Regions from separate parts of the Mus musculus genome. Here regions 1 and 3 are each linked to region 2. Evidence: chromatin contacts called from public Hi-C data. All regions are on one chromosome and are shown on one strand. The core of a region is the stretch at or near the end of the contact, and the rest is flanking DNA. Distances in the headings are between cores, read along the strand shown.

Region 1 (3,725 bases), core at 510-3,009, 1.6 Mb after region 2:
TACATCCTACACTGTGATTTCCCACCCCCAGAGCAGTGTATTGTTGCTTCCCTCCAGCCCAGCATCGGATAGCAGCTCAGGGCAAACGCAGTCTAGCATCTCTGTATTCCACCTGCCCAAGAAAAATTTTCACATCCCAACTGTGGGGTTGGGCAAAACTCAGAACCCCAGGATTAGGGTGTATGATGTGAGATTCACAAAGAATCAAAACAAAATTTAAAAATAGTAACAAATACATAAATGAGAATATACCCCAGGGTGTGGGTCGGACCCTGCAGGGGAGTGCTAAAGTAGTACTCGTGGGTGGAAGCTCCACATTCCACCTGCAGGCCCATAGGAAAGAGGGTCCCTCACTCTAAAAGAACCATAAAGCTTACAGAGGCAGGTAGATCTCTGTGAGTTGCAGGCTAGCCTAGTCTACATAGTGAGTTCTAGGCTATCCAGGGCTACCTGAGAGACCCTGCCTCAAAAACCAACCGACCAAAACAAACAAAAATAACCAGAACAACAACGAAACCCCTAGCTTGCTAGTGAACTGGCCTCCAGGGCGATATTATTTGTTATTTAAGTCAACAGCTGCATAGCCACAATGATCTCTTTGGTCAAAATCCTAGAACAGAAAGTGTTTCAAACTTCTTCTTTCTACTCTATTTTTTTCTTTTTTTGGTTCATTTCCTTTTTGCTAGTATTTAAAGTATTTTTTTTGTTTTGTTGGGGTTTGTTTGTTGTCTGTTTGTTTAAAGCAGGGTATCCTGTAGCCCAGGTAGACCTCGAATTCCTGCAATAGAAATGATTAAGGCATCACTTTCTTGTTCTGACTGACTTGTGTCTGCCTAGACACTCTCAGTCTCCCACGCACTAATAGCCACACCTGTCTTGGCAACAGTCTGGGGACTATCCTTGTCCCTGACCATGTCTAGATGTATTAACGACAATGTTTGTGTTAGCTAAAACCTAAACCTAAAATAACTACAGGAAGTGTAAATCATAAATAATTGTCTTGTGTCTGGAAAATACTGCAATCTCTGCAAAAAAGACGGATGTTACAAGGTTACTCAAGACCCTGATAATGATACAATTGTGGTTCTTAAGTGTTTTGCTTTTAAAAATGCTGTACCCCTAAGCTCTGGCTACTCTACATGTGGCTATTATTAAAGGACTCGTGTAGGTTTTTTTGTTTGTTTGTTTGTTTGTTTGGTGTTTTTGGTGTTTTCGAGACAGGGTTTCTCTGTGTAGCCTTGGCTGTCCTGGAACTCACTCTGTAGACCAGGCTGGCCTTGAACTCAGAAATCTGCCTGCCTCTGCCTCCCAAGTGTTGGGATTAAAGGCGTGCGCCACCATGCCCGGCTACTCGTTTAGTTTTAATTGGCTTAATTAGACTGGTTATCAGTCTAACTATCTCGTATGGTTTTTTCACCATCTTGTATGCGCCTCTTTAAGTCCCTGAAATGACAGGCTATATCTACCAGGCCTCCTCTCCAGACCAGTTAAGTTTCCTTGCAGAAGGCAGGAGTCACAGGGTGATGCCGCACAGCATTCTGGGGAATGTAGTCCCGTCCGGAAAGTGAACGCCCCCTCCGCACACTGGGTAGTGATTTAGGGGCGGGAGTTCTAATCTTTTTTCCGCAAACGTATCTTAAGCGTCCAGAGGGCGGGTCTCCACGGTTACTTTGGACTGGTCAGCAGTGCTTGCGCATGCGTACTAGCTGCTTTGCGGAGCACTTTCAAAGGTGTTCTGGGAGTTGTAGTCCGAGGTTCCGGTCCCTCCGAGGGCTGTAGCTGCCTTCTGAGCTCCCAGGAAGGATGGATCCCGGGACGGACTCGGCGCCGCTTGCTGGCTTGGTTTGGTCGTCGGCCTCGGCGCCGCCGCCGCCGGGTTTCAGCGCGGTAAGTGGGAGCGCGCAAGGGTTGCGGGGACGGGCCAGGAAGGGGACGAAGTCCGATGACCTGTGCGTCCCGCAGATCACCTGCACCGTGGAGGGCGGGACGGCCAGCTTCGGCCGAGGCTTCGCGCAGAAAGCCGGCTACTTCCTGTGCCTGAGCACGCTGGGCATCCCGGAGGTGAGCACGGGTGGCCTGAGCCTGAGTTTGCCCCGCCCCTCGCCCTGCCATCCTCGACCCTTCTCCAACTCTCTCCCACCCTTACTGCTCATACCGTTGACCTTTCCCCTCCCCTCTGACTGCCCCCTTCCACCTGCCCCCTCTCGTGCTCCCAGAACCCTCAGGACAATGTGGTAGTGGACATGCAGATCGTGATGGACAAGGGCCCACTGCCGTCAGGCTTCTCTGCAGTCAACGACCCTCAGGATATCAGTAAGATCCGTGGGCACGGGAGAGCGGCAGGCACAGGGAACGGCTGCTAGTGTATGTTTGGAATAGGACTTAGCTGAGCAGGAAGGCACAACCTGTAAATGCAGAGCTCCGGAAGCTGAGGCAGGAGGATGGTGGCGAGTTCAAGGCCAGCCTAGGCTACAGAGTGAGGCCTTTATCTCAACCCACTACTCCAGAATTAAATAGTTGACACATACCTGTCTTAGCATTCAGGCTGAGGCAGCTTTGTATCCAGCCTGGGCTACAGAATGAGACCTTGCCTCAGCTCTTCCTAAGAATTTGAGCATAGTGGGGCATACCTGTCACTACATGAAACCCCGCCCCTAAACAAACAACAACCACCCCAGATGTCTTTGGCATACCCACCCTCTTCCTCACTGCCACTGGTCCCTGCTGCTTGTCCTCTGCTTCTGTGGCGGAGTGAGTCCTCCTGGCCATTCTCTTTTCCTTTCCAGGCTCTTGCACTGCGAGTCCACCTGGAACTGGCTTCCCCTGTTCTCTGCATAGCTCAGCCTCCCCTCTCCCTTCTCCCCTGCCTGACCCAGCTGCCCGCCTCCCCGATGGTGCTTGGTTCTCTCGGTGTCTTTAGTGACCGCTGGCAGGCTGCCGTGCAGAGGGTCAGGTCAGTGTGCAGACAGAGGAGGCGTCCACAAATTCTCCTATCCTCCTTTTGCAGCTGTCTCTTGACTTAGTGTTTAATTGGTTTGGGGGGACAGGGTCTCAATGTGTAGCCTCAGCTGGCCAGAGCTTCAGTCCCATGGATTCGTGGGACTGAGCCGTTGTGACCAGCCCCTTGTAATCTGCAAAGTGTGGAGACTGCTGTTCTTCATCCCAGTACTTGAGAGGCTGAGGCAAGAGGATTGCTTCCAATTCAGAGCCATTTTCGGCTATGTGATGAATTCCATCCCAGCACTTGGGAGGCAGAGGCAGGCAGATTTCTGAGGTCTCGGCCAGCCTGGTCTACAGAGTGAGTTCCAGGACAGCCAAAAAAAAAAAAAAAAAAAAAAAAAAAAAAAAAAAGCCAGGGCTGGAGCATTAGCAGAGTTAGCAGAGTTCTTACCCAGTGTGCATAAAGCCTGGCTCCATCCCCAGCACCACACCAACAGAGTCAAGAGGTTGAGGCAATATTGGGCATTCAGGGTCCTCCTCGGCTACATCTTGAGGCCAGCCTGGGCTACATGAGATTGTCTGATAAACACAAATATATGCACATGATAGAAAATAGCACCGGGCAGTGGTGGCACATGCCAGCACTTGGGAGGCAGAGGTAGGTGGATTTCAGAGTTCGAGGCCAGCCTGGTCTGCAAAGTGAGTTCCAGGACAGCCAGGGCTACACAGAGAAACCCTGTCTCAAAAAAAAAAAACCAAAAAAACCAAAAAACAAAAAACCCTCT
Region 2 (3,501 bases), core at 727-3,226:
ATAATCCAGAACCAAACACTCTCCACATAGCCTAGGCTAGCCTTGAACTTGTTGTGACCCATCTTTGCTTCTCATGTCTAGAATCACAGGTGAGCCATCACACAGGACCAGAACATTTTGTTTGCTTAGTTGAGGCACAGTTTCTATAATATGCACATTAAAGTCTGATGAATTAAAATCTAAAAATCTGAATTTGTAGAAGGTGGAGTTAGCAAACTCAGGTCCTTTGGAAGAGCATCAATGCCCTTAACCACTGTGCCATCTTACAGTCCCTAAGCCCATCTCTCTCTTCTTCTAGGGTGAGATGGGATCATGTAGTCCAGGTTGATCTATGTAGCCCAGGATGACCCTAACCATCAATCCGTTTTGCTTCAGCATCCAAAATGCTGAGATGATGGGTGTGCACCACCAAGTCCTGTTTATGCAGTGCCAGGGGTGCGACCTAGGGCTTTGAAAGGCTAGGCAGGCACTCTACCAATTGGGCCCCAGTTGCTAACTACTGTATTTCTGTAACTCTGAGCACTGACAGTGGGGACTTTAACTTTCTTCATATTCTTTTCCTGTTGAAATCGATAATAAAATTCTAAATGTTACTTAAAACACTTTTAAAAACTTAAAAACACAGCCTGGTGGGCACATGCCTGTCATCCTGGTACTATGAAGGCATAGAGTTGGGGTGTTCATAATTTCAGGCTGGCCTGGGCTCCACGAAAGCCGGTGGGGGTGGGGGCTGGGGGTGGGCAGAGAATGCCAGAAGAGGAACCAGCACTAGGGAGGCTAGAGTTTAAGACTAGCCTTCTATGCTATGTTACAATCAACACACATCTTGCCTTGGGTGGACCTGTCTGTCATCCCAGCAATCCATTGGCAAAGGCAGGGTCGCCACGAGTTTGAGGCCAGCCTGGGCTATATAGTAAGTCCCTATCTGCAAAAAAAAAAAAAAAAAAAAAAAAAAAAAAAAATTTAAAAACATTAAAAAAAAAATACGTATAACGGTGCATACCTATGAGCATAGCCTTCGGAAGTGAAGGCAAGAGATCAGGAGTTCTAGATCAGTCTCTGCTACGGAGTTTGAGGCCAGCCTAAAACAAAACAAAAGCCTCCAAACTCCAGGTTAGTGCTTCTCGCAGGCTTAGTTTCCAGGCCCGTGGAAGCCAGCTGGAAACTAGGGGACATGAACATTCTGGCTTCCGGGATGCTGCACTAGAAAACCAAGATTCCAACTCAGCCTCCGCTCACACTGTGCACTCTGAAGCCCGCAGGCTGCCCTCTCTCGTCTAACCGCATAACAAAAGCCTGGTCTGCGACGAACAGGACGACACTGAGACACTGACCCGACAGTCCCCGGCGGGGCAGGTTCCGCTTGTAGTCGATGGGGCCGTAGCCCCCTGGCGGGGGCATGTCCTGCTTCACCTTCGACGCCGCCATACTTGCAGGACCCGCAACTTCCGGCCACCAGCGGAAGTGAGGCAACGCGCGACCACCATTTTGAGTGTGGCGGAAGTTCCGTCACCCAGGAGGTTCCCTATAATTTGGAAGCGTTACGCTAGCCTTGCTGCGATCCGGAAGTCAGTCCCTCCTCCCTCTGGCCCTAGGCAGGGAGTAACTGTGGTCTGCATCTAGAGCTCTCTCGGGCGTGTTTCTTGCACTAAAAACCTTGGGAGTTCACCTACTTTCTTTCGTGAGCCATGGTAGCCAGGCTCGAGGCAACAGGCTGGTTCCCACCCACCTGAGCACCATCACTTCAGGGAGGGACTTGTCCTGTTCCACATCAGTGGGCAGTCTCCTCGCCAGTGACTTCTCACGAGGAACTGACCATTAAGGGCGATTGAGTCACAAAGCCTAAGAAGGGTTTAGGGAGCCCGCGGGGCGGGGGAGGGAGGGTCCCCGCCCCAAGGCCGAGTGACGCCCGCAGTCACTTCACAAGGCAGAAATTGTTACCCGGGCAATAAAAGTCATCGCGGCTGTAGGGCCTTGGGAGTGGGCACATGGGGGCACGGGGGTGCAGGTGCCAAGCACCATGGGTTAGGCCCGAGATTGGAGTCCGGCCGCCCCCCGACAGCAGCCGCCTCCTGCTCCCCGCGCGCCCCGGGCGCCACCATGTCGGGCGACAAACTCCTGAGCGAACTTGGCTATAAGCTGGGCCGCACGATAGGTGAGGGCAGCTACTCCAAGGTGAAAGTGGCCACCTCCAAGAAGTATAAAGGGACGGTGGCCATCAAGGTGGTGGACCGCCGGCGAGCGCCTCCGGACTTCGTCAACAAGTTCCTGCCTCGAGAGCTGTCCATCCTGCGGGGAGTACGGCACCCGCACATCGTACACGTTTTCGAGTTCATCGAAGTGTGCAATGGGAAGCTGTACATCGTGATGGAGGCAGCAGCCACCGACCTGCTGCAGGCAGTGCAGCGCAACGGGCGCATCCCGGGGTCGCAGGCGCGCGAACTCTTCTCGCAGATCGCGGGCGCCGTGCGCTACCTGCACGACCACCACCTGGTGCACCGCGACCTCAAGTGCGAAAACGTGCTGCTAAGCCCTGACGAGCGCCGCGTCAAGATCACGGATTTCGGTTTCGGCCGCCAGGCGCACGGCTACCCAGACCTGAGCACCACCTACTGCGGCTCGGCCGCGTATGCGTCACCTGAGGTGCTCCTGGGCATCCCCTACGACCCTAAGAAATACGACGTGTGGAGCCTGGGCGTTGTGCTCTACGTCATGGTCACCGGGTGCATGCCCTTCGACGACTCGGACATTGCTGGCCTACCCCGGCGCCAGAAGCGCGGCGTGCTCTACCCTGACGGCCTCGAACTGTCGGAACGATGCAAATCCTTGATCGCCGAGCTGCTACAGTTCAGCCCGTCTGCCCGGCCCTCGGCGGGCCAGGTGGCGCGCAATGGCTGGCTGCGGGCCGGGGACTCCGGCTAGGAGCCGGGGTTCTCGCTGTTCCCGCCGCACCAGGCACAGAGCCAGGGCGGCGCACGCGCGAAGGGCGAGCTTCGGGAAACCCGCGAAGTCGCCGCGCGCCACTGCGCACGCGTCCTGTCCCTTCCCCTTCCCCCACGGCGGCGGCCCTCTGAGGCCTGCTGTTGGGTTCTGATTCCTCCTGCACAAACTGATTGCTGGAGAGCGCATGCGCATCCTCGATTTCTGGCGAGAAGGCCCCGGGAGGGGCGCAAAGAGAAGAGAGAGAAGCATTGCGCCTGCGCAGAATGAGCTGTTGCACGGTGGGTTGCCATGCTACAGAGAAACCGTGGGCCAGCCGTGCACGCTAAGTTCCAGGTTGGAACCTGCAATAAATTCGCTCTTCCTTGCAACTGGGGTTAGCGGTGGAACCTTGTCACTGAGCAGGGGGTGGGAAGTTTTCGGCAACTTAGAGAAAGGCGAGTATGTGGAAATTCTACCTTTAGACCTAAAAACCGGAGTAGGGAGATTCAAATCCTGATTCTTCACGTCCCTAAACTGGATAAATTCCTAAAAGTTCTATAGTCATCCGCCAGGATCTGA
Region 3 (3,885 bases), core at 1,102-3,601, 1.6 Mb after region 2:
GCGAGAGGGAGGACCTGGCTGAGTGACATACCTGAGAACAATACCTCAAGTACCCCAACTGGAATGTAAGTAATTATAGCAGGTCCTGCCTGCCCCCAGGGCCTTTGCACATACAGTTCAGGTTCTGAAAACATATTACTGCCCTCTGCTCCCACACAACCCTTATTACTACAATACAGCTTCCATAAAAGGATAAGGATTCAGGTGCCAAATTTATCAAATAAACACAATCTTGAGGCACTCACTGCATATAAAGGTGTTGCCACAAGTTGTACACCAATGCGGACAAGCGTCACCTCGCACACACAGATAAATGGAATAAAAGAGTCCCGCTAAAGGGCACGACTGGTGTGACTCAATCAGTAGATCGCTGGCCCAGCACGGAGCTACCAGCCCTGCACTCAAGAGGCAGAAAGATCGGGATTTCAAAGGCATCCTCAGAGGCCACATAGCAAGTTCATGATCACCCCGGGCTTCCAAGACACTGTGTCAAAAAAGGGTGGGCCAAGCTGTTGAGATGTCCCCGCGGTTAATAACACTTGTAGCTCTTCTCGAGGACCAGGGTTCGGTTCCTGCACCTACACTTGCCAGTAACTCCAGAGCCAGGGGATGCTAAATATGCCCGACACCAAAGCTTACACATCGTTAAATAACAAATAGGCCTCAAAAAATAAAGCCACTGATTAAATGAATTTCAGATATACTGGTATGTTCTGACAACTACACAAAGAAATGTTGTTTGTCTGAAACTTTTATGTTCTGGGTGATCCTAGGTGGGAAGGGAGGCTGTCAAAAGTCCAGCTTGCTGGGAAATGCTCAACCACAAAGCTAAGCCTGATACCAGATTTTTAAAGAATGTTTGTTTGTTGTGGGCAGGAGCGCTTTGGCGAGTGTATGGAGGTGAGAGGACGGACACCTGTGGAAACTGATTCTTTCCACCATGTGGGTCCAGGGGATTGAACTCAGGTCGTCAGACTTAGAAGCAAGCACCAAAACCCACAGCCCTGATCTCCCATGTTTTCCCACTTCAGAGTGGCCCACCCTGAAGTCCTGTGAGCACTTAGTAGGTAATGAGCACTTGCTCTAAACGTGTTAAGATGGAACCACGGGGGCCGGGCACTGGTGGCGCACGCTTTTAATCCCAGCACTTGGGAGGCAGAGGCAGGCGGATTTCTGAGTTCCAGGCCAGCCTGGTCTACAGAGTGAGTTCCAGGACAGCCAGGGCTACACAGAGAAACCCTGTCTCGAAAAAAACAAAACAAAAACAAACACACAAACAAACAAAAAAGATGGGACCACAGGAGATGGACAACGTCACTGTCCCTGTTTCACAGACTGAAAGTAGGGCAGATGGGAACCTGAGGGCTTTGAGACTATACTGTACCCGGCAGCACTAACTAAAGAGCGCCCGCCCGCACAAGTCGAGAACCAGAGAATTGGCAGTGCGAGGGCGCTCGCGAAGCCCCGCCCGCCCAGAACCTGGTATTCGAGCCTGCTCCTTCACCCCGCAGTTCAGTGCTGTCCCGGGTTAACCCGAAGTTAACTGGAGGCCCCAGGATGCCTATCCCGGAACACACATCGGACCTGCGGCCAACCGGGACCCCGAAGAGGGCGGGGAAGCCAGGGCTGGAGCTGGGCTGGAACCGCCAGAAAGGCTTCCTTGCCTGGGGATGGCGCCTGGCTAAAGATACTTGCCCAGGAGCTGCAGCTGGCAAAGATGGGGTAGCGGGGATCAGTGAAGAGACACAAGAAGGGCCAGGAAGAAACTTCCCAGAAGTTTGGACCAGATTTTCCCTGACCTAGGGCGTGGCTTCTCCCGGAACTCATCCCCTGCAGTCACTAAGATGCTTTGAGTTTTCTGTCTCTAACTGGGTGTAGAATACCCCGACCCCACCTCCCTCGTGATGGTGAAAGGACAACTTGCACAAGTCTGGTCTCCTTCACTAAGCTGATCCCGGGGATAGAACTCAGATTGTCAAGTTTGGCAGCAAGTGCCTTCTGCGCTGCCTTTCATGGACTTTACAGTCGGAGCGCACACATAGCTTCTTAGCTTCTCTAAGACTACGGAATGGGCACAAGGAAAAGAAGGGCTCGAACCACCGCTGAGATATATCCTGCATTTTCTTCCTCCCACTATTGTGTCAGATACCTGTTGCTCTAGGAACCGAAAACTTTGCTCTGTGTTTCCGCGGGACACTCTTGCGTTGTACACACCCGCATCCCAACTTCGTTTCCCTTGGATCAGCCAATAGGAATCAAAATCTATAGATAGAGGGCGGGACCTCCTATAGGCGATCCAATGGTAGTTGAGAGTCGTACCGCTAAGTCACACCGCAAAGGGGCAGGACTTTCTTCCCGAACTTGAAGCCCTGCGGGAGTGTCGGCCAAGGTGCTTGCAAAATTGGAAATCCATGTGGCGTGGGCTGAGCGCCCTGGTGACCCAGGCGGCGTGGGCGCCCCTCAGGTGAGTGGCACGGACCCGCTGTCACGCGCTAGACGTTGCTTTAGGACCCAGGTTTGCCCCTGAAGTTCCAGACCCCGTTCCTCCTCCCGCAGCTGCCGTGTCTTTCCAAGCCCATCGCCTGGCCACCGCTCGTACAGCTTGGGCATCAACGGGCGACCATCCCTCCGTCCATGTTCACCCCGAGGCTCGGGTTTCTGGATGCGCTTACTCGTTTCCTTTCCGATCTCCAGGCTGTGCGCACGCTGCAGCACCAGTGCAGAGTCCTTAGTCCCCAGCAGCACCATCTTCGCACTCAGCTCCGGCCAGGGACGCTGCGCCATCGCAGTGATCCGCACCAGCGGTCCAGCTAGCGGGCTCGCGCTCCGCAGCCTCACGGCGCTCCAGGAGCCGCCTCCTGCCCGCAGAGCCTGCCTGCGCCTTCTCCGCCACCCGTGCTCCGGGGAGCCACTGGACCGCTCACTCGTCCTCTGGTTCCCAGGTGAGGGGCCGGATCCGGGAGCCCACGGCGCTCGTGTCCGGGTCTCAGTCCCCTCCAGGAGTCAGCCCGGGTCGTGCCCATCCCCTAACTCTGCTTTTTTCCATACAAGGACCCCAGAGTTTCACGGGTGAGGATTGCGTGGAGTTTCACGTACACGGAGGTCCTGCGGTGGTCAGCGGTGTCTTGCAGGCATTGGGTGAGGCTCTGTTGAGTGGCACTGTTCCTGGGGGAGACTAAAAGGTATTGGAGATAGACTGCAAAACACATTGTCATTTGGGAGAAGAGATGTATCATATTAACCCAGGCCTTCTAGATGACTCTGCCAGTAAAGGTGATTGTTGCCAAATGTGAACCCGAGTGGTGAAAGGTGAGAATTGATTCCTGCAGGCTGTCTTTTGACTTCCTGGTGTCACACACACACGCAGAGACTTCAGCATGGGGAGGACTTTGAGGAAAGCTCAGACTCAAGTGCATGTTTGGTGGTAGTTGTTTGGAGGAAGTGCTAAGTCCTATTTAGGGAGTTGATGAGTAGCTGGTACGATGTACCAGCGTACAACCAGGCTTTCTGTGATTTCTGGGTGGTGGGGATAGGGAGGGTCTTGCCTTTTCAGAAAGAATTGTGTCACCTTTACTTAATGTGTGTTCATCCAACAAGTTTGCCACAGGAAGCCCCTGATGGCCAGCACTCTGTCAGTCTGGGGCCTGCGTGTGTAATCAGCACTGATGGGGAGGGGCAACTGCAGGTGACCTCAACAGCTTGCTGGCCTGGGTTCTAAGAGAGATATCTACATCCCCCAGATGGGGTGTGGTGGTCACACCCAGTAACTGACCACTGACCCATTAGGGTCCAGCCCAAAGAATCAGTGAGCTTCCTGTGATTCCTTACAGGATCAGGGGACTCTGACGAAGTTGTGTCACCTGAAAACCCACCTGGGGTTTGGTT

What was found. A called contact is a pair of places that touch in the nucleus more often than the background predicts.
Region 1: a contact with region 2 is called in a Hi-C map of muscle stem cells, with 6 times the contacts expected there. The contact joins the promoter of Mvb12a here to the promoter of Tssk6 in region 2. A contact is called at or near these places in 2 of 39 promoter capture datasets (liver and pre-B cells) and 1 of 484 Hi-C or Micro-C datasets (muscle stem cells).
Region 3: a contact with region 2 is called in a Hi-C map of rod photoreceptor, with 5 times the contacts expected there. The contact joins the promoter of Gtpbp3 here to the promoter of Tssk6 in region 2. A contact is called at or near these places in 3 of 484 Hi-C or Micro-C datasets (B cells, rod photoreceptor and uterus), 1 of 115 datasets of contacts at active chromatin or transcription factors (astrocytes) and 2 of 9 other capture datasets (adipose tissue and liver).

Annotation. Positions count from the first base shown.
Region 1 is chr8:71,541,171-71,544,895 of GRCm38.p6, forward strand. It overlaps Mvb12a (multivesicular body subunit 12A), which reads left to right and starts at 1,760. Exons shown (of 9, transcript NM_028617.2): 1 at 1,760-1,887; 2 at 1,963-2,061; 3 at 2,217-2,313. The coding sequence starts at 1,804.
Region 2 is chr8:69,900,208-69,903,708 of GRCm38.p6, forward strand. It overlaps Tssk6 (testis-specific serine kinase 6), which reads left to right and starts at 1,977. Exons shown (of 1, transcript NM_032004.2): 1 at 1,977-3,311. The coding sequence starts at 2,101. The coding sequence ends at 2,922. Ndufa13 (NADH:ubiquinone oxidoreductase subunit A13) reads right to left here and starts at 1,813. Exons shown (of 5, transcript NM_001382215.1): 1 at 1,730-1,813; 2 at 1,335-1,525. The coding sequence starts at 1,428.
Region 3 is chr8:71,486,377-71,490,261 of GRCm38.p6, forward strand. It overlaps Gtpbp3 (GTP binding protein 3), which reads left to right and starts at 2,352. Exons shown (of 9, transcript NM_032544.4): 1 at 2,352-2,464; 2 at 2,695-2,942; 3 at 3,052-3,138. The coding sequence starts at 2,412.